2 separate regions of the Bombyx mori genome follow, and region 2 is linked to region 1. The links are chromatin contacts, called in public Hi-C maps. All regions are on one chromosome and are shown on one strand. The core of a region is the stretch at or near the end of the contact, and the rest is flanking DNA. Distances in the headings are between cores, read along the strand shown.

Region 1 (6,531 bases), core at 2,226-4,725:
TCCCAACCTGAAAATTTATTAAAGTAAAAAAACGTAAACAGAATACCCATCTTTCAAAAATATTGACTCCAAACCAATGGCGTAACGATCTTAATTCGCGCCCGCGGTGCAATACCTTTTTAGCGCCCAGTTCGAAAAACGTAATATTATATTATGTAAAATATACTCGCAAATTAATTAATAAATAAAGTCATAGTCTCAAGCTAGGCTTTAAATTTGAGAAAACAACACTAGATTTTAAAATGTATATTATATATTTTATGATCATATATAATTAGTTCAAAATATACTTATTGTTATTTAATTTACAGAAAACAATTACAACAAAAATAAAAAAAAATCAGAATTTTTTACTCCTTTGTGATCAGATCAATAGGGCAAATATATTATGCAATGTTAACATATAAGTTTGTAACTCACATCTGATTCTGTAGAAGGGATGTTTGTAAACTTACCGTATCTAAACGCGCATCTTCCAGTATACTTGGATCAGTGATCCTCTGAATATTTCTATAAAAGATTTCATCTGATATTTCTGCATAGCAGTAATTAGAAGAGAAAACTAAGATTGTCGTTATAAAATATCTAAACATGGTTTAGTGGTACTACGAGCCAACTACAATCCAGGCGATCTGTGGTCGATTGACTGAAATGTATCGGATTCTTTCACAAGAGATATATCATCACTTATTGATAAAGATAAGACAAGCTGCTGCGCTTAAGCGTTTCTTTATCATGTTTACTACTGTTATTAAACAAAATTACGTTATTATTTAAATATTTTTTATTATGTAATTGCATTATTTATTCGATTAATTTCAAAATTTACTTATTGGAATTATTAGAAAGTTGTAGCTGTAGGACCCCAACAGCTGAACCTCTCAGAAGTCAAATTGGAATAAATTTTTTGGGCAAAAACACAAGCCGCTTCTAGTATGACGGTATAACATAAATGTTAACAGAATTGTATGTAAATCACTCGGGGCAGAATCGATCGTGAGCACGCACGAATTCTTACCACCACTGTCTCTTTGCTGTGAAGTGATCATGTCATGGTTGTGATAGCATTCGTATTGTGGTATCGATGTGATTTGGTATCCATTTAAGACCAGTTTGACCATGAGTTGTTTCGTCAATCTATCCTCTTCACCCCCAAGTCTTATAATGTGACGCTGTTGTTCTTTACCCTTGGCGACATGTATACCTTATTCATCGTACGTACAAATCTGCTCGGACTGCGACACCGTGACTTTTTGCCATCGACATAGTTTGTTCATCTATGCATAACAATAAACAAAAAACAACATACGCTGTCGACACAGCCTTGGCTGAATATTAAATGCCGATAAGTGTCAGTATTTCGAAACCACTCGTTATGAAGGTGAGATAACAATTAATAGGTACAGTATTAATAGTTTTCATCAAAGATAAAACAAGTGTGTCCCTATTTTAGTTATTAAACGACCTTTTATCTGATTATGTTAGAACGGACGCAGGTGCTTCTATCGTGAACCGAAGTGTAGAGCCAAGGTTACCTAATTAATTTTAAAACTCATCAAGTTTCAAACTTCGGTATTGATATAGACAAAAAGGTTTATATTGTTCAATAACCAGATGGTAAATTGTTGACGCGCATAATGTCCGCTCATTGTCTAGGTAGTTGTTTTTGCTGTAGGTACAAAATAATATTAATTTCTATTCGGCACTTTGTTTTATTTCTTAATCGCAAAAGTTATAGCTATATTTTAATGGTTTTTTTTATTGCTTAGATGGGTGGACGAGCTCACAGCCCACCTGGTGTTAAATGGTTACCTACTGGAGCACATAGACATCCAGAACGTAAATGCGCCACCCACCTTGAGATGTAAGTTCTAAGGTCTCAAGTATAGTTACAACGGCTGCCCCACCCTTCAAACCGAAACGCATTACTGCTTCACGGCAGAAATAGGCAGGGTGGTGGTTTAGCTATTATGGCAGGAAGGGATATATAATTTGAGTGCTAAGTGGTTTTCGGAACTACGAGTAAACGCTTTTCCAAAATATCGCGAAGTGTTAATTGCATTGGAAAATGAATAGGTTCTGAGAGCACTGTTTCTCTGGCGCGGTCGCCTCCTTCCACCAGATGGTAAACTCGCAGAAGTCAAACGTAACTTTCCACGGTCCTTCAAATTGGAACACAAGGTTACCTACTTTGCGAGAGTTGAAAAAAATTAATGAGTTGAAAAACTTAGATGCTATGACAAGTAGATAGGTAAGTCGATAATTTTAGCTGAGTGTGCCAGAGTCTATGGACATATAATTCGGGATCGTCTATGAAATTTTCAAAGCTGAGTAGCGGTATTGAATTTGAATTGAATAGTGTCCATTAGATTTGGTAGCAACGATGAATTCAATTTGATTCTCTCCTGTCATAAAGGTTGCCGCAAACACGAAACATGAACGAGTACTTATATTCACAAGCTATTTAGCCGAAGCGTCGTTGTGTGAATTTGTTTTATTTTATTAACTTAGTGTTTCCTCAGATTTAAATGTGTTTTAATATTAATGTATTAATTGTTGTATATTAATCGTTCAAATCTGCGAAATTGCATAAGAGTGGGAAAATGAAACAATCGTTGGACGTGGTTCTTAAGAGTCCACTGATCTTTCATTGAATTTCCTACTGGGACAATAATTTATTTAATTTCATCTCAATTCATTACAACTTTAGACAAATCAACTTCATTTGCTTCCGCTCAGTTTTATGCTTCACATACCAATATACCTTTAGATGAATAGAATAATTGAATGTTTTGTAAACCCAACACTGGCAACAATGGCATCGCATAAAGAAAAAAAAAACACGTAACATTCTCCTGCCCTTCTCCCAGTCACTTGGGGTCGGCGTAACATGTTTTCACTTTACATCCTCTCTTATCATATACCATTTTTTCACTCACTCCCCTCTTACACATGTCGTCTTTCACGCAATACATGCATTTCTTCGTCTACCTCTTACTCAATTTATAATAATATTTAATATAAAATATAGACTCTGATCACGAATCAAATCTGGGTTTCCACACACTTATCAGAGTAACAAATGCACTATTAAAAGTAAATTAGTTGAAAGCTAACTTTTTAGTGGGACCTGAAGGGCGATGATCTGTGATTTTTTAAATTCGTAAGTGGGTGTTTCTCTACTTTTAAACAAGTCATATGTAATGACTGATTACTGTGAACAAATAGTGCATCGTCACAAAAATAAAATACTATAATATAGTGTGTTGATTTGGAGTATAATACTACCTGTATGGTTCTCTGAAAAAGCCAATTGAACTTTCAGTAAAGAGCCGTTTTTACTAAGAATACTAGGAAAAAAATATATCAACCTAATTTGCCTAAAAACATAAGATACCAACGGCCGCAAACAAATAAAAAAAAACATTGATTGTTGTGCATATATTAAGTGTATAATCTATGTTGTGGTGAGTAACATTTTTAATCTGTATCATTGTTTTCTTTTATTGAGTTTGATGTCGATTTGTGTTTTTCTATTATTTCTTCTACAAAATTATACCAAACTCGATGTGAAACTAGTGTAAGAATATGGCAAATCAAGAAATAAGTTTGAAATGGAACGGTTATCAGAGTAACATATTGACAAATGTGAAAGAACTTTATAGAGATGAAGGGTTATCCGATGTTACTTTGGTTTCGGATGGGCAGTGTTTTAAAGCTCATAAAGTGATACTATCAGCAAACAGTTCCGTTTTCAAATCAATATTTCAGGTATTTCTATATTTTTTATATTATTTATCGTTTAATTTTTATATAAAGATAATAATTGACGCCCACGCATTTTTTCACAGCAAAACCCCCACAAAGATCCGATTATAGTGCTACATGATATCAACACAGCCTCATTAAAGACTTTGTTGACGTTTATGTACAATGGCGAAGTTAACGTGACTGAAGAATTCCTTCCTATTTTATTGAAGACTGCTGAAATATTGAGGGTATGTGGTCTGTCCACTGGGAGTGAAGCTGCCACCAAAGATGATGAGGTTTGTACTCGGTTCATGAATGCTTTGTTAGTAACTATGTTAAGACAACCATAAATATTAGAAAAAATATCATATTTTATAAAACAAGTTTCTTTGTATAATTGAGAATGTTGATCCAAACAAAAGTGATGCTAACAAGTTAATGCTATAAATATTAGGTACTCATATTTACTAATATTACATTTTTTCCAATGAATGATGTACTGGCTCTGGATGCTTTGTATATGTAATAATAATAAATAATGTACCTCTAAATACAATTAAAATATTTTTTTGTTTTCTTCCTATAATATGGTATACCTATAATAAGTAACACTTAATTGGAACAAATTCTATTTTCCAAATTTGTTTTACACTTTTAAAATTATATTAGGTTTCCATTTACAGAAATTGTATAATTGCCTAGGGTGCTTTTTAAGATTTATCAAAATGATAACCCTTATACTCATATTTGTTAATAAAATATTTATAACTATTGACACCACACATGACATGCTTTTTTTACAAATAAATAGCTGACCCGGCAAACATTGTTTTGCCTTAAATAAGATTTCTAGGGAATTTCTAGTGTAGAAAAAAAAACTAACTTATTGTAAGTGTGTAAGGATGTGGTAAATGAGTGAAAGAGGTATGTAGTGCTGTGAACGATGAGGGAATATATAATAAAAATAACAAAACCTCATTCAACCGCATAAGTAATACCTCATTATAACAAAAAAAAATGTCCAAATAAAAAAAAATATGTTAGGGGTATGAAAAATAGATAGTAGCCGATTCTCAGGCTTACTGAATATGCATAAAAAAATTCATGAGAATCGGTCAAGCGGTTTCGGAGGAGTATGGGAACGAACATTGTGACATGACTATTTTATATATTAGATTTACATTCCATTTTTTAGTTTGGTTATTTGGTTTGGTATTCTAAAAGCATATTTTTTCATGCCTTTATATATTATGTTAGTGAATGATGTTGATTATCTATGGTTTTAGAAATCGGCTGGACCAGTACAACCAAAAAAACGCAAGAAAAGTGAACATGAAGATAATAATAATAAATGCAAGAAAATTTCTACAAAAGTCGAGACTCCACCTAATACAAGTATTACAATAGATGCATCAAACACTTCTGTGAGTAACTAACATATGAACATATGAACAAAATAATGTTTACTGAAGATTATAGAAATAAATCAAAAAAATAAATGCAATAAATGCAAAAATATATATGTATTGGAATCATTTAGAAAATTGGTGAAGCTATTATAGGAAGTACTAAAAAGTGTAAATCATTAATGCTTGCACTAAATACTACAGCCTTAAAAATAAAACATTGGAGTTTAAAGATAAAAAAAAATTGCATGTTTTTGAAACAAGTTTTTCTTCAACTATTTTTGTCTTATTTTGATGGAATGTAAAAATGACCGGACATAAAATTCATTGCATATTAGAGAAAAACATGAGGCTAACTGTGGTGAATCTTGGTTTTATGTTTTGTTAAACTAAATGAAGGTTTAAATTTATTTATATGCCTAATATTTATTTTAATAGTAAATAAGGTAATAAATATTATAAAATATAATAAAATAAATAATATTATATATAAAATGTTGTATAAATAAGTGTATACTATTTTTGACTATTATTTTTTTGATGGTGTGATGTCTTGAAGATTAGTTGCAGATTGATAGTGTCAATTTAAAGGTTCAATTATTTTCGTTTGTGTTGTAAACAATGCTCACATAACAAGTGGTTTGTAAAATTTTCAGAATGTTGTCTTAAAAGTGGAACCAATTGATTCACCCCTCACCGATTATTCCGGAGATAATACTAATGACACCGACATTGCTTTACTTGAAGAGACAGAGAAAAAATATTGTATCAATAGTGAAATATCAACAAAATCAGTTTGTACTACAGGACCTAATAATCGTAACATTAAAAAATGGATAAGTGAAGTTAGCAGTACGCAACCCAGTTTGAATTCTAATGACAAAAATACAGTTAGCACTGAAGATGACAAAGATAGTTTGGAGATTGATAAAGAAGTTGAAACCGTTCTTCAAAGTGGAACAATAGTAGAATCATTAAGTATTACGACTGAGAATTTGAATGTGGTTTCTAGTGAGGCTCAAAATTGTAAAGGTAAGTGACCTGTGGCCAAAGGACAGCTACTGGTGCAATATGATTTTTATTACATTATTTTACGTATTTCTTTTCTTATTTACAACAGTTCTATATAAATTTATAAATGACTGCAGCTATAGTGCTACGTAGACTACAGGTTGTATAGTATTGGTGCAGTGTGCTTTGAGCAAAGAGTAAAGAAGTGCTTACAAGTACCCTTTGATGCTTTAAATTGTCATTAATAATGTTATCATCATTAAGTTTTTCAATAAAATTTCTGTTAGGTTATATTTTAGTTTTCACAGTTGGGACCCATTTTCAGAAACTTTCATTTGTTTCGGTGAGAAGTGTATAAGTATTG
Region 2 (6,531 bases), core at 1,183-3,682, 230 kb before region 1:
AAGGGCAGGTAACGGGTTAACCGCGTCGTTGGTGCATAAATATATAGATAGTTTTAATATTTATGTGGAAGCATTGGCCTCCGAAACGTGTCAGTTAAAAATTACATCAAAAAATATACTCTTGTAAGCACTCGAACTACACCTGACCGGACCTTTAACAGATATGATCGAAATAATACTATTAGTTTCTTTGAATGTGTTGACATATAACACAATGAATTCACATTTGTTTTATTGTATAGTGAAGAGCATGTTGTTTATGCAGTGACTTCATGTGCAAATGCAACCTCCATTGCGTTTGCACACGACTATAACACAAAAGTTAATTACCTGTCTAGCTTGTTCTTCTCGTCTTTGTTGTTCTCGTTGTTTTTCTAATTCTTCCATCATTTCTTTTTCCATCTTGCGCTTGGCTTCCTCCACTCTTTTTGCCACTTCTAGTTCAATTTCATCTTTTCTTTTTTCTAACTCCTCTTCAACTCTTTTTTTCACAAGCAACTCTATTCTTTTTGCAGCTTCTTCTTCCACTACCTTTATTATAATAATAACATATTTACTTGTTGGTTTCTTATAATGTCTTATAGAGATGGATGTTGTCTGAATCTGTCTGTTTTGCAGCAAAGCAGTCTTTTGGCATTGAGAGCTTGGCAAGCTCTACTCATTATTTAAAAATAACAATCTATTCAATGGCTCAATAAGGACAGTGTAATTCTCACAACGTTGATTGAATAATTAATCAAGATAGTAAAATTGAACAGCTTATATGGCTAGTGTTTATGGTGGCAATGACCATCTTTAATACTGGCTTATATGGTTAGTTGTTCATGACATGAAAGTATCACCTATTTACATCAAAAATTGATGTATCCCATTATGTTACTACTTATCTTTGAGTGTGAACTGTTGATAGACTCTATTAATGTGTATAAAATGTGAAGCGTTAGAATACTAACTGACAAACTGCACTACATTTGATTATAGGTATTAACCATTAGGTATCAACTGGTATGACCTAGCTTCTATAGTATATCTAGATAGTATTCTATAGTATATCTTAGCACCTGCATGTATAATGTGTTTATTAAGTTAATAACATTCATAGCTATTTAAAATTATTTTTCAGTGAATTTAGTATTTTTTTATTTTTGAGTTTTTTTAGTTTAATTTTTTTCTAAGGTGACTTTTTTCAAAAATCCTTTCGCAATTTCTAAAATATGTAAGAAAATTCAGCACTAAAAGGGTTAATGCCTTCAAAGGGAGACACGAGAGCCAGCATACATCGTACCTAATTGTGAATGGTCACAATTATTGAGGAATATCAAAATAAAGTTACTCAACACCATGTTACCCTGAGAATTAATTAATTTGGGTGAGCGCTAGTTGAATTGTCCATTGAAACAGTTCCAATAAAAATATTACATTTTAAATTTATAAGACAATTTAAGGCCATGAAAGATTGCGAAATATTTTTTAAAAGTAATTACTAACAAGTCTTTTAATGACATCATTTATTTTGAAGTGTTTTCTTAAAATTCCTAGCCTTAAGCTTTATACAAGCTTTGTTAAACTAAGCAATAGTTCTAGTTAGCAAATTCATGTGATTAATGTTTTTTTAAGGAAAGTAGCATTAACACTGTCCATTTACAGACTTACACTGACGGCTAAAAAATAAACCTAAGCTCAGTTTGGAAGAGAAATATGCACATTGGTTAACCGCTCAGCACATAGACATTCCGTGCACTCTGCTAAGGGATCCTGAAATGTAATATAAATACTTTGTTGTAATCACCTTTTGTTCAGCTTCTCTTATACGTCTTTGTCTTTCCATTTCGGCTAGTCTATCGACTTCATCCATTTTGCTACGTCCTTTGGATTTTTTTCTGTTGTTCGAATGATCGTACGATGCATCGCTACTGCTAGACGACGATATAGAATGTGACCTTTTTCTAAAAATTACATTGAATAAGCAATTAAAATTGTTAGGTTAATTTTAATGTTTGTATACGTTTATGTAGGAGAACAACCTTACCTTGACTTGGAACTACGTTCTCTCGTTTTATCAGCATGTTTGGAGTTTCTGCTGCGTGATGTTGAGCGGTCTTTTGATCGGCTCTTTTTCCTCGAGTGTTTACTACTTTTGTGATGTCTTCTAGGCGATTTACTCCGTGACCTTGAGCGTCCCATATTTTTAGCAAGCTTGGTCAAGTGCTAACAGTTGCGTGTAAAAACTAGATTGTATTTACGAAATATTACGAATTATTAAACTAACATGGTTGGATCACGCATTTTAACAAGTAGGTACGTACAGATTATATTTGCAATTTTGACATGATAATGAGAGTTGCCAGGTGTAGTTTCTTAGAATTCTTTCAAATATTAAGTGTATAATCTATGTTCCCCACATTCGAACCAAATGAAAAAATAGATACATTACAGTATCGACCTGCTAAGTTAGTAAATCTTAACGAAATAACTTTAAAAAAGGGTCTTTGAGAGTAATGAATAACAACAAAATCTAAGAAATAAATCATATGTCATCGCTGTGAAACTTAATCAACTATTTCTTTAAACACACTGGTAAAACTATTTTGTTAAGCAGGTAAAGGTTTTCACAGCCCACATAGTATTCAGTTTTTTTTTCTTACATAAGCTGATAGTCTAGATTCTAGAGAAACTATATCAGCGTAACGTTAACTAGTAGGTGAGCTCAAAAACAGTGATGTTTTATGGAAGACTAATAATAAATTAAATGTTAAAATATTTTAAAAATAAAATAAGCGCATGAGAGTTTCAATTCATCTTTTTTTTCTTATAGATTCAATAATCCATTAAACTGGGACTCAGAGAACAAACTTCGTCTAATTTAGTAAAACTAAACAACCGATCCGATTCAAAATGTGCTGAACCAAAAAACGTTTCGTTTGATTCTTTCATCAGTGTTTTAATATTAGTCAGACTTTTAGTACTTTTTAAGCGAGTCAAAGATGTTTCAGAACACAACTTATAATTATCGAATAAATGCGATTTGAAATTCGGGAAATTTTCTAAAGAAGTCTCCATTTCCTTCCGTTCATCATTTATGAACAAATTTTCAGCGTCATCATCGAGAAACGATCTCACGGTTTTATGTGATGATTTTCTATTAATATCGTCTTTGTCACAATATAACTCATTATTTTCTAGAGGTAACATTCTGTCAGTACAGTTACTACTGTTATAAAACCGTTTTAATTTCTTCAATACAGCTTGAACGTCTCGTGGCTTATCCATATCGATGTCTTCAAAAGATTCTTCTAGTTTTATATTTCCTTTATAGAAATAATCGTGAGGTACAGGAAAACCTTTAACTATAAAATCAGCAGCTCCGCCGTAGTTAGGTGTGGTTATTGTCTGTCGGTATGCACATTCGAAATTGCCGGTCGAAGCATTTTTGTCAGCAGCATAATCTATCACAACTGGAATAAAAATAATATATATACTAACGCATTTTTAGGTGGGTAAAACCAGAACAGTTTTGCTGTAAGCGTCGTTGAATGTACGAGGTCGCGATTCTGGTGGTTGATTCTGCGAAGCACTGCTCTTCCTAGGGCTAGAGTTAGCAAATTCTCTCAGGTTGAGGCCGTTAGCTCACCTAACCTTTCCGGCATAGCTGGAATAGCCGCCTAGGCTACCAACAAATAAGTAGAAAAACACTGTACGAGAACCACAAATTTTTATACCATACATATCTATACTATCTATACTAATATATAAATCTACAGTAGTTTTTACGGATGTTCCGTTATAACTACTGAACCATGCATCCGATTGACTTGAAACTTGGTATCCGTGTAGAAAATATATGTATTTAATAGATAGGCTAATATTTATATGAGTGTTGGACTCCCTACACCAGTTGCGGGGGCGTTCATGATGAGAATCTTTGTGGGGGTGAAAAATAATAATGTTAATTTTAAATGCCCAGCGAAACGGACGGGTACAGCTAGTATTTTATATTATTTATATATTCGCGCGCCAACTGTCATCATAAGTTTCGATTCAATCAGATAAAAGAGGCACGACCGTATAGATCCCGAACAAAAACACTAAACACTTATTACTTCGGTATTTATATCAAACCTTTAATGACATCAGCTAAAACGGCCGGACAAATTTTCGCGGTGACTCGTGTGGTACTGTTGAGATCAGGGCATGCATTGATTTCGATTAACCAAGGCTTGTAATCTTTGTCCAGTAGGAAATCGCAACCGTACAGTTCAAAGCGATTCTTGCAAGCCGGCATTGTTTCTTGGCTACTAAGCATCACACCTGTGATTGTCTTTTTCATACCGGGATATATTAAATCATCCCACACCGAGGGTTTGCCGATTGCCTTTAAATAATCTTTATAGGTATCCAAATCCCACATATTGTTATTGGGTAGATCAGGATGGCGCTCTTCACAGTTCATATATCTCCTTTGTACGGCGTTGTTAGTTAAATGTATAGATTCATGGTAGTTTCCAAGGTTATATTTCTGAGAGCTGAACTTCAAATAACAGTCTTTATATATCCAAATAATCAAAGGATATGTACTGGTAATCAAATAATATTGCCTTATATCAAATTTTGTTTCGTGTATTAACATAGGCTCTTCTGTAAGTAAATTATTGGTAATGATAGAATAACATTAATTACATAAATGTCATAATTTAAATATTTCAAATTCTCACCAATATACTTTTGAATAACATATTTGCTATTAGCTTTAGCTATTAAATCATTAATTACTCCTAATTTGGAAGCAATCCGTATTCCTCTACCTCTAGAGCAATGAGCAGGTTTCAGAATCCAAACGTTGTTATACCCTTCACAAATAATTTGCGGTCGATACTTTTGTATTTCCTTCAGTAAAAATTGGGCATAGCTTAAATAAATTGGTATTTTTTCTTCTTTAGTAAGATGAAATAGTTCGTTTCTGGAGACAATGCGATAATATTTTTTCAAGAAGTTATTCCATTGATTCGAATTTACGCTGGTCAGAGAGCGATCGATGTCTAGATGTTGTTTTTGGAACAGATATTCTTTACATCTATTTAATGCAAACACCATAACGTTCAAAGAAATCTTTCCAGTCTCACAAAACACCGCCTTCTCGTTAGCGACCATTGAAAGTATCCACTTGAGTAAACCGGTGCACGCAGTTACTTTGTAGTCATTCACAAATGCTTCGGTTTCACAGCCTTCGTAACTATTGTAAGTGCGAGGAACGATTACATCTGCAGTGTTCTCTATGTAAAACCAGTCTTTTTGTTTTATCAACGAACATAGGCCTTGTTTTGTTGTCCAAGCTGTATCAATTTTTAATTTGTTACAGACAGTTATGTTTTCATTTTTCACATTCAAATTTGAATTTTGAACGTTTTCTTTATTGTACCAAACGAAATTCGGTATATAGCTTTCAACTAGGTTTGATAACAGCAATCTTTCAAGTTCACCGTGTATTTCGGTCTTGTTGGAAACATTTCCGTTTCTTAATTTAAGCAAATTCATATGATCTGGGTTAATTTTTTCGACCCAGCCTCTTTGCAATAATAATTTTCTGATAGTATTGCATGGGCCATAGATAGAAAATATTTTGCGATTCTGAATAGCGTTTAATGCAATATTTTTCAATTTCGAATACCTTGTAGATCTTGCTTGGCAGTTACTTATAATATAACTTTTTTCTTTGGATGATAGTCCAATACACCGATAGGGACTATTAATGACCGTGTTTTTCCGAGGATTTGATGATGTATTTGCAAATTTATTAAAAGGAGAAAGAATTCGTTTAAGTCCGCCTTCGTCTAAAGAACTTTTAATCTGTAAAGAAAAAAAAATGGCGCTGAATATATGTTTAGTGAGAGATAATAGTTATGATAAAACACATTTTAGTTTATCACAGTAACAGAGATGGACCTAGATATACTACCAGACTAAGTGGATCAAACTAAAATGTTCGATGTCCATTACGTGCTCTAGCTTGAATGTCGAAGAAAAGTTTTTATTATTTAATGAAATTTAGAGCTCATTTATTTATTTCGTGTTACGTTGGTTTTAAATTGTTACCGAGGCCCATAGATATCACAACGTGAACACCTCCTTAAGACGTGTGGTCGAAATCACAATTGAAATGTACATTACATGAATGTCACACTTTTTAAACCAGAACGCATGATTGTTTACGCTTCGCGATTCTTAACACTCGATTATACTACCCATCAAATTTTTATACTGAAGGATTTAAATAAAATCGATCCTTTTAAAAGTAAATACAAAAAAATAAGCTGGAAGCTAAAAGAAACTTACTCCAGTGGAAGTCGGTGTCGTTTTTTCATAATTATTCGATGTTGTACATTTAGTTTCGTTATGACAGCATTTCAGTTTTCCTTTACTAAGTAAATCAGATTTAACTTTTAGCTATGGAATAGAACGGACATCACTTTAAAATGAAATGATAAAAATATTTTTATTAATAATGTACTACCAAAGAAATGAATATACCTTTCT

What was found. A called contact is a pair of places that touch in the nucleus more often than the background predicts.
Region 2: a contact with region 1 is called in a Hi-C map of posterior silk gland, with 2.3 times the contacts expected there. The contact joins the promoter of LOC101741727 here to the promoter of LOC101740753 in region 1. A contact is called at or near these places in 2 of 7 Hi-C or Micro-C datasets (middle silk gland and posterior silk gland).

What each region holds. Positions count from the first base shown.
Region 1 is chr4:4,610,341-4,616,871 of ASM3026992v2, reverse strand. LOC101740753 (longitudinals lacking protein, isoforms H/M/V) reads left to right here and starts at 3,475. Exons shown (of 6, transcript XM_038010614.2): 1 at 3,475-3,771; 2 at 3,852-4,046; 3 at 5,037-5,174; 4 at 5,813-6,188. The coding sequence starts at 3,589. LOC110386789 (lipase 3) reads right to left here and starts at 648. Exons shown (of 5, transcript XM_038010744.2): 1 at 456-648. The coding sequence starts at 593.
Region 2 is chr4:4,837,241-4,843,771 of ASM3026992v2, reverse strand. It overlaps LOC101741727 (UPF0430 protein CG31712), which reads right to left and starts at 2,432. Exons shown (of 5, transcript XM_004929147.4): 1 at 2,030-2,432; 2 at 1,790-1,946; 3 at 331-531. The coding sequence starts at 2,184. LOC101741583 (tubulin glycylase 3A) reads right to left here. Exons shown (of 6, transcript XM_004929146.5): 2 at 6,526-6,531; 3 at 6,331-6,441; 4 at 4,713-5,844; 5 at 4,120-4,635; 6 at 2,785-3,455. The coding sequence ends at 2,818.